Regions from separate parts of the Mus musculus genome. Here region 1 is linked to region 2. The links are chromatin contacts, called in public HiChIP or PLAC-seq maps. All regions are on one chromosome and are shown on one strand. Each heading gives the region's core, a stretch centred on a gene start, on an enhancer-like site or on the middle of the called end of the contact. The rest is flanking DNA. Distances are from core to core; before and after follow the strand shown. Region 1 overlaps Cenpf (centromere protein F). Region 2 holds the start of Kctd3 (potassium channel tetramerisation domain containing 3).

Region 1 (4,480 bases), core at 1,423-3,922, 640 kb before region 2:
TAAAAACTAAGGCAATCCCTTAAAACATTCTCTAATGTTAATTTAAATTAAAACCTTTATGGTTGGTTTTAAGACTCAGGAATATTATCTTTCTTTTTTTCTTACTGCTATCTTAAATCTTTGCTGAGGAAAAAAAAAATGGAAGCACACTAGTTGGTTTTGAGTATACCAGGTGAGTTGAGGGAAGAGTGGTCAGCCAGGTTCTGTTTTCTTAAACTGTGCATGGCCGGGCAATGGTGGTTCACGCCTTTAATCCAAAAACAAAAAAAAAAAAAGAAAGAAAGAAAGAAAGAAAAGAAACTGTGTGTGCCATAACAGTGGTTAATTCACGCATAGCAGACCACCCAGAGCAAGTGCTAATGAAGATTACATTCCAGGTTAGCACAATATCTGGGAAGGAAGCAGAGCTGCAGAGGGAGCTGCGAGATATGCTACAGAAAACAACACAGCTGAGCGAAGACTACAATAAAGAGAAAAACAGGCTAACAGAAGAAGTGGAAGTGCTGCGTGAAGAACTGCAGAACACCAAAGTAAGTTTCCCGTGACAGACAGATTCCTTTGCCTCTGCTAGCTGGGTATGGCTGCTATGGTTGTCTTTGTAAGACATTCTGTGATGTGTCACAGTTGTTTCAGCTTTTGGAACCCAAGCTGATATGCTCAGGTCTGTAGTGATCTTCACCATCCGATGCTTCTGTGAGCCTAGGAGCCATGAGATATTACTTTAGGAACCATGATCCGTGTCAGGCTGAAAACAGTTTCCAAATCCACACTGGTTGTCGGGGAGACTTAGGGAACTGAGTAGAGAGGGGCCTTATTTTATACATTTATGTTATATTTTAAACATAACTGTACTACTGCTGCTTTAATATGTTTTAGTTGTCTAATATATATATATATTTCTATATACTTATAAAATGAAATCAACAATTTTAAATGAACTTACGTCTGTTTTGTAGGCAGCGCACCTGAAATCTGTGAATCAACTTGAGAAGGAACTTCAGCGTGCTCAGGGGAAAATAAAGTTGATGCTCAAATCCTGTAGACAGCTGGAAGGAGAAAAGGAGATGCTGCAGAAGGAGCTCTCCCAGCTTGAAGCTGCACAGCAGCAGAGAGCAGGTGGGTGCTAACTGGCGTGCTCTGTGTGCACGCTTAAAATCGCGTCAGTGCTCAGTTGTGCGCTAAGTTTTAGAAGTAGTTTAGTAGTTTTTAGTAGTGCTTTGTAATTTCTGAACTGTGGTCTTAACCTTGTGTAAGACTTAGCTATAGTTAAGACTGTAGGATTCAGAGTGAAGCCTACATTTCGGAATAGAATTATTACCATGGGGGAAGATAGTACTCTTTGCTAATGGATCTCCTTCAAGAGTTTGCCATTTTGGTAGTGGTTTTGTTTTGTTTGTTTGTTTGTTTTCTCTGTGTAGCCCTGGCTGTCCTGGAATTCACTCTGTAGACCAGGCTGGCCTCGAACTCAGAAATCCTGTCTCTGCCTCCCAAGTGCCGGGATTAAAGGTGTGCACCACTACTGCCCGACATTTCTCTTCTCTTCTCTTCTCTTCTCTTCTCTTCTCTTCTCTTCTCTTCTCTTCTCTTCTCTTCTCTTCTCTTCTCTGCTCTGCCCCTGCCCCTGCCCCTGCCCCTGCCCCTGCCCCTGCCCCTGCCCCTGCCCCTGCCCCTGCCCCTGCCCCTCCCCCTGCCCCTCCCCCTGCCCCCCCTCCCCCTCTCCTTTTCTTCTTCTCTTCTCTCATTGGTAATTAACCATGCTGCTTTTATCCACTCACACTCTGCTTTCTCCATGGATACCCAGTGACTAGTATGTGTGGGAGGCTTCTAGAGTGTGGCAGTGCAGTGCAGTGCAGTGCAGTGGTCTTTTCTACCAAGTAGAGTGATTGGAGTAGGTTTGAAAACTGGGAGTTTTCCTCATAAATCGCTTGCCATCCCTAGCACCAGAAGCTTACTGAGGCCCCTGCCTTGATGTGGTTCTACATTTGTACCTACTTGCCCCTGTATTCACTCAAAATGCTTTCACGGCCTTTAGCGACTTACATTTTCATAGGCTGGCACCTGTCACCAAAACCATGCAGCATAGACTTTGTGATCATTACTGAGTTAGATTGCTTATTCATTTCTGGTGGAAAGAATGGGTTGGGAAAAGAGGGCTATAGAAAGTTAGTTTGCTTGGCTCTTGTAACTGCTTCTCTAAGGGGATTTAAGTTTAGTTGGGTTCTAGTTGCACTGTTACGTGTGTTAGACTGCTTCATAGTCTTCAGACACAGCAGGATGTGCTCCTTAACGTCTGCACAGGTCCAAAGACCAGGCTTAGAGATCACCTGCTGGGTCTGGAGACACGGCTCAGCGGTTAAGAGCACTGACTGCTCTTCTAGAGGTCCTGAGTTCAATTCCCAGCAACCACATGGTGCCTTATAACTATCTGTAGTGAGATTCAGTGCCTCCTTCTGGTGTGTCTGAAGACAGCAACAGTGTACTCACATATATGAAATAAAAATAAATCTTAAAAAAAGATTACCTGCTGGGAAGTGTTCATTATTAATGGAGTAGCGGCAAGTTGTGTGACGGGATCACTTTGTTTTCACAGGTTCTCTTGTAGACAGTAACGTAGATGAAGTAATGACTGAGAACAAAGCGCTGAAAGAGACTCTGGAAGAAAAAGTCAAGGAAGCAGATAAGTACTTGGATAAGTACTGTTCCCTGCTGATAAGCCACGAGGAGCTCGAGAAAGCCAAGGAGATATTAGAAATAGAAGTTGCTCGGCTGAAGTCACGGCAGTCCAGACAGGATCTCCAGAGTTCTCCTTTGCTTAATTCTTCCATTCCAGGACCGTCTCCAAATACTTCTGTTAGTGAGATGAAGTCAGCATCTGGCCAAAATAAAGCTTCAGGCAAGAGGCAAAGGTCCAGTGGGATTTGGGAGCATGGTAAACGGGCAGCACCTTCTACAGCAGAGACATTTTCTAAGAAAAGCAGGAAGTCGGACAGTAAGAGCACTCGCCCTGCTGAGCACGAGCAGGAAACCGAGTTTGAGCCAGAAGGCCTCCCAGAAGTCGTTAAAAAAGGTATACAGAATTATTAAAAGAGAGTATACAGAATTATATACAGAATTATTATATACAGAACTATAGGGTGAGGCTGCATCTCATCGGAAGACCATGAGCTTAGAGCTTGCATATGGCCCTTTGTTCAAGTCCTTGTGAAAATATACGAAGTTTTGAGATTTCACATAAAATTGGCACAAGGAAAGATAGAAATCTTTACTTTTTAGGTTTTAAAATATTGCACAGTAGCCCACTGCCTAGAGAAACTAGTTCATTTTTAAATTGGTGACATTATAAATCACTGAGATTGGCTAACAGTACAAAAAGCTGGTAGACTTGGAAATGAGTGCTAAATGTCTGTTTAGAAATTCTGTTTTCAGTCAGCTTTTCCTTTCTTGGGACAAGTGGACTGGTTGACAATGCCCCTTCCCCCCACCCCCTCCCGAAGTAATAGTTTAGAACTTTGAAAACTACTTGATATTGTTGCAGTGTCTAAAATCACAAGTAGACTTTTTTGTTCTATTAACTCTGTCTTTTGCTTTTTTAATTCTTTCTGATATTTTGAGACAGAATCTTGCTGTGTAGCCCAGGCTAGTCTTGATCTTGAAGTATTTCTGTCTTCGCTTTTTTGTGCTAGGATTACAGACATAGACCATACCCAGCTTCAGTCATATAGTTTTGTTTATTTGTTTGTTTGTTTATAAAACCTACAGCAGTTTGGGTCTTCTGCCCTAATCCTGAAATCAAAGCTGATGTGAAGCATGGTGTTCTGAGTAACTGTGGTTCCCACGTATGTAGCTAGCTAGCACTCTCTAGTAGATTACTTATTTGTGAGCCTGTGGTTAGCTGAGTGCAGTTGTAGAGTACCTACCCTGTGTTGTCACTTTTTTGTTTTATTTTTGTTTTGTTTTGATTTGTTTTGGGTTTTTAAGAGAGTTTTTCTGTGTAAGAGCCCTGCCTGTCCTGGACTCACTTGGAGGCTGACCTCACTCAGAGATGAACCTGCCTTTACCTCCTGAGTGCTGGATTAAAGGCATGTGCTGGATTAAAGGCATGTGCCACCATACCATGTGATAGCTTTCAGGGTTTTTGTGACTAGTCTTCTCTACCCCAGTCAGGTCAGTTTCTTTCCTGGGAGGAGACAATATGAGCAGATACAAAGGCACTCTTAGCAAGTGCAGCCTGCACTACCTGATTGCACTTGAGCCTGTTTTCCTTAAGTCACTGTTGGCTTACATTGACTCTGAGACAAGAGCTGGCCTTTTCTCATCCTAGTTCATTTGTATTAAATGTCCTACCTATCTTAGGAAGTGCAAGGTGATATAACCATATAGAAGAAGCCATTTGGTTTTAAGGTATAATATGATTTCTCCTTGATCCTTTTTCTTACTGTGGTGTCTTTGAAATCTTTTATCTTTGTAATAAGGAATAACC
Region 2 (4,022 bases), core at 888-3,387:
ACACACATACACACACATACACACACACACACACACACACACACACATACACACACACACAAACACACATACACATATACACACACATATAAACACACAAACACACACACACACAAACACACACACACAAACACACACACATACACACACATACACACACACATATATACACACACACATATACACACACACAAACACACACACATATACACACACATACACACACACACACACTCGTATTCCTAGTAGCTTAGCCTGCCCTTCCATATCCACTCTAGAGCACTGTCCCTCTTCAGAAGCACAGCATTTATTTGGCTCGTTGTGAATTTCACACCTGGACACAGTGAAATCTGATCAGACCCATTCTCCCTTTTCTCTAGCCTGTGATGTAATTTTGACTAAGTTTTGGGGGTGATTATCACCCTCAACCTTCTATTTTTTGAAGAGAGTGGTAGAGTGTTCTTCATGGGTAAAGTTCTGGGTTCAATCCCCAGTACCTATCTCCAGTAAAGCATTAAAAAGCTCACAATGAACCAGAGTTGAGCTGTTTTCCATCTTATTACCATTAGCTAGGGGAAATAATCTCTCCCTCCCTCTCTCTCTCAAGATTTATTTATTTATTTTATGTATATGAGTACACTGTAGCTGTATAAATACTTGTGAGCCTTCATGTGGTTGCTGGGGATTAGATTTTTTAGGACCTCTGCTCGCTCCTGTCAGCCTAAAGATTTATTTATTATTATACCTAAGTACACTGCTGCAGTCTTCAGACCTGCCAGAAGAGGGTGTCAGATCTCATTATGGGTGGTTGTGAGCCACCATGTGATTACTGGGATTTGAACTCAGGACCTTCGTAAGAGTAGTCAGTGCTCTTACCCACTGAGCCATCTCACCAGCCCCAGAAATAATCTCTCTGTCTGTCTCTGTCTCTCTCTCCCCTCCTTCCCTCTCTTACCCTCACACTCTCCCTCTCTCCCTCCCTCCCTCCCTCCCACCTTCTTTTCCTCCCCTTTCTCTTTTTGAGACAGGGTCTCTGTATCTCAGGCTGACCTCAAATTCTATGTAGTTGAGGAGGCCTCTAGTCCCTTCCTTATTCTTTTTCCTTGGTTCCCCCTACCCCCACAGTGCTGAGGTTACAGGATAGCACATCTGGTGTGGCTGTCCTTTATAAAAATCAATTCTGGAGCCAGGCGGAGGCAGAGGTAGGCAGATTTCTGAGTTCGAGGCCAGCCTGGTCTACAAAGTGAGTTCCAGGACAGCCAGGGCTATACAGAGAAACCCTGTCTCAAAAAAAAAAAAAAAAAAAAAAATCATCAATTCTGGAGAAAGTGTATCATCTCAGTGGCATATTTGGCAGCAAAATTAAGCAATGTTTAATGAGGATAAGATGTTTTCTATCCTCTTATAGTTCATCAGTTTTAAATTTTATGAGAAAACTATTAGACATTTAATGCTTACAGTTTAGCTTGTTGAATTAGATATCTTTGAAATATAGTGTGCTGTCTCCATTAGCTGACCTACATCCCATTGCCATAGTACTCTTTAAAAGTATGATTTAGAGGTTGGACATTTAGGTCAGTGATGCCTAGCAAGCACAAGGCCTCATCATATTCCATCCCCAGGAGGACACACTCACACACACACACACACACACACACACACACACACACACACACACGAAATCGCTAAGGTTTGGTGCTCCAATGCATAATGCTGAGAGAGAGAGAAACAAAAATCAATCAGTAAAGAAAATAAAAGTGCGTGTATGTACAATCTAGAAACATGTTGCTGGATACCGCTCACTCCAGCAGGGTTTTTGCTTTCTCCTGCCCTGAGGAGTGGTGGCATGGAAACTATGCAGTTTGCAGGTAATGCGCTGTATGGTGTTCAATATCTTTTCATCGAGTGTACTTAGATCAGTCTGAATAACTGCGAAAGTTTCTTTTTTACCTAAATCTTGTGCTGGTGAAGAGGCAAGGGGCAAATCTTTCCTAGGCCATCGGTGGCAGAAGACCCTTCGTCCAGCCCCGCCCATCGCCAGGAGCTCCTCCCTCTCACCAGCCCCGCCCACTCCTTCTTCGTAAGCGTGAAGCGCCGGCGCTACAGCTTTTTGTCCCTCGCGGCGACCCGTCCTCCAGATGGTTGTGGCGGCCGCCATGGAGGCGAGTGGGCTCTGAGGAGAGGCCGGGCTGGGCCGGCGGCCTCCAGCCACGAGCGGCGGAGGCCACGAACACGTAGTGGGGGAGGCTGGAGCGAGCCGGGCCGCTGCGGGAGGCTCGGCGTTCCGAGTGTGCTCCGGCCGCCGAGCCGCCGCTCCTGGCTCCGGCTCCGGCTCCGGCCCTGGCTCCGGCTCCCGCCGCAGACATGGCGGGCGGGCATTGCGGCAGCTTCGCCGCGTCGGCGGCCAGCAGCGGGGAGATCGTGCAGCTGAATGTGGGGGGGACCAGGTGAGCCCGCGACCGCGCGGGAACAGTGGGTGGGACGCCCGCTGCTGTAGGAGTGGCATGTGCCAGCCTAGGTGGGATAGGTGTTACAGCCGGGGCGGCGTCTGCACGGCCAGGTGGGGTACCCTCGGCAGGGCAGGGTGGCATCTACCTGGTCAGGTCGGGTACCCACTGCAGGGCAGGGCGGCGTCTACCTGGTCAGGTCGGGTACCCTCCGCAGGGCAGGGTGGCATCTACCTGGTCAGGTCGGGTACCCACTGCAGGGTAGGGCGGCGTCTGCACGGCCAGGTGGGGGACCCGGAGACAGGTAGGTACAATTTTGCATGATCCAAGCAGCCCTATGCACTCTTCAGAGTCTGGTTCCAGGTCGAGTGTATAGACTGTTAAAACTCAGTCTTTATTCCCCCGGGTTCCTATGGTGTAAGTAAGGCCACAGGAACACAGTTGGCATGGTGGGCCTGCCTGACCAAGTGACTTGGGGCCTCTGGAGGGTTGAGGCATGCTGACACCGAGCTGTCAGCGTTGCAGCTGGTTGTCGTCTCCCGTGCTAGGGCTTGAGTTGTTGCATAGGAGCAACCGGTTGGACTGTTGAGTCTTTAGTCTCTATTAGACCTTCCACTCCCATTTTGTTGGAGTGGAAGTTTGTTGGCAAAACAAACAAACAAACCAAACAAGCAACAAAACCAAAAACCCATTTTTGTATTTGCCGTGACTTACACATGACTCTTCTCAGAAAAGGATATTGCCCCTACTAGTTGAGGGAAGCTTGGGTTTAAGGCATAGTAAGAATAGAGGGAGAGGGGGGTTCTAATGCGCAGGCTATTCTGTTGTCCTGGGAAGGCTAGTTTTCAATGTCTTAAGATTTTAAACGTGTAACACTTTTGTTATTTAAAAATACAAATTAACAGTTGTGAAACAATGGGCTCTCTGAGTGCTGGAGAACTTGGGGTGGTCTTCCTGCTTTGTCACCTTTTACCTCCAAAGCAAAGTTTTAACAGTTGGAGACCTTGCACCTCTAGTGCATTCCTTAAGTAGCAGGTCATATGCAAATGACTTCCGCTGCATTTTATACTTACTAGGTCCTGTGCAAATGACCTCATCTAGTGTAAATAGTGTGTCTTCCCTGCCCACCTACGATTACAGGAACCTATTGCAAGTGACCTGGTATGTGAAAGTGAAATAGTCCACAAAAGGCGTGGGCAGTGTTACTACAGAGAAGCAGAATGGTGCTCGTGGCAAACCTTAACCCTGGTTTCTCTGTGGATGGCTCACATATTTCCTTCCAGGCATTCAAGAGAATATAGCTTTATGACAAACAACTAAGTTATATTGTCACTTTAGAAAAGATTGGTCTGTCTTACTTGTATGTGTGAGTGCAGGTGGAGGCCAAAGAAAGGGTCCCTTAGAGCGGGGATTACAGGTGTGGTAAGTTTTGTTGAGAGCCACCTGACATGGATGCTGGGAACTGAATTCTGGTCCTTAGCAAGATCGGCAAGTGTTCTTAATCACGGAGCCATTTCTTCAGCCCTTACATTGTTGTTTATTGTGTATTGGAGATGGATGTGGCTGGCAAGATGG

Evidence for each region. HiChIP or PLAC-seq counts read pairs in DNA pulled down with a chosen protein or histone mark.
Region 1: an H3K4me3 HiChIP or PLAC-seq map of the SCID.adh cell line shows a contact between it and region 2, with 12 read pairs. The contact joins the enhancer-like site here to the promoter of Kctd3 in region 2. A contact is called at or near these places in 19 of 39 promoter capture datasets (the 3T3-L1 cell line, 3T3-L1-derived adipocytes, the C10 cell line and 13 more), 1 of 15 datasets of contacts at CTCF or cohesin (the NIH/3T3 cell line), 10 of 484 Hi-C or Micro-C datasets (B cells, CD4 T cells, CD8 T cells and 6 more), 30 of 115 datasets of contacts at active chromatin or transcription factors (the NIH/3T3 cell line, the SCID.adh cell line, T-cell acute lymphoblastic leukemia and 22 more) and 3 of 9 other capture datasets (adipose tissue, embryonic stem cells and liver).

The regions. Positions count from the first base shown.
Region 1 is chr1:189,647,198-189,651,677 of GRCm38.p6, reverse strand. It overlaps Cenpf (centromere protein F), which reads left to right. Exons shown (of 18, transcript NM_001081363.2): 14 at 378-530; 15 at 957-1,116; 16 at 2,591-3,067. Among named protein-coding and RNA genes, the nearest start is that of Gm30088, 30 kb to the right of the region's middle. Within about 2 kb of position 2,672, at least 2 of the 459 cell types and tissues checked have an H3K27ac peak or open chromatin away from gene starts, as enhancers often do. A contact at or near this core is called in the SCID.adh cell line, where this site is marked.
Region 2 is chr1:189,005,955-189,009,976 of GRCm38.p6, reverse strand. Kctd3 (potassium channel tetramerisation domain containing 3) reads left to right here and starts at 2,137. Exons shown (of 18, transcript NM_172650.2): 1 at 2,137-2,447. The coding sequence starts at 2,365.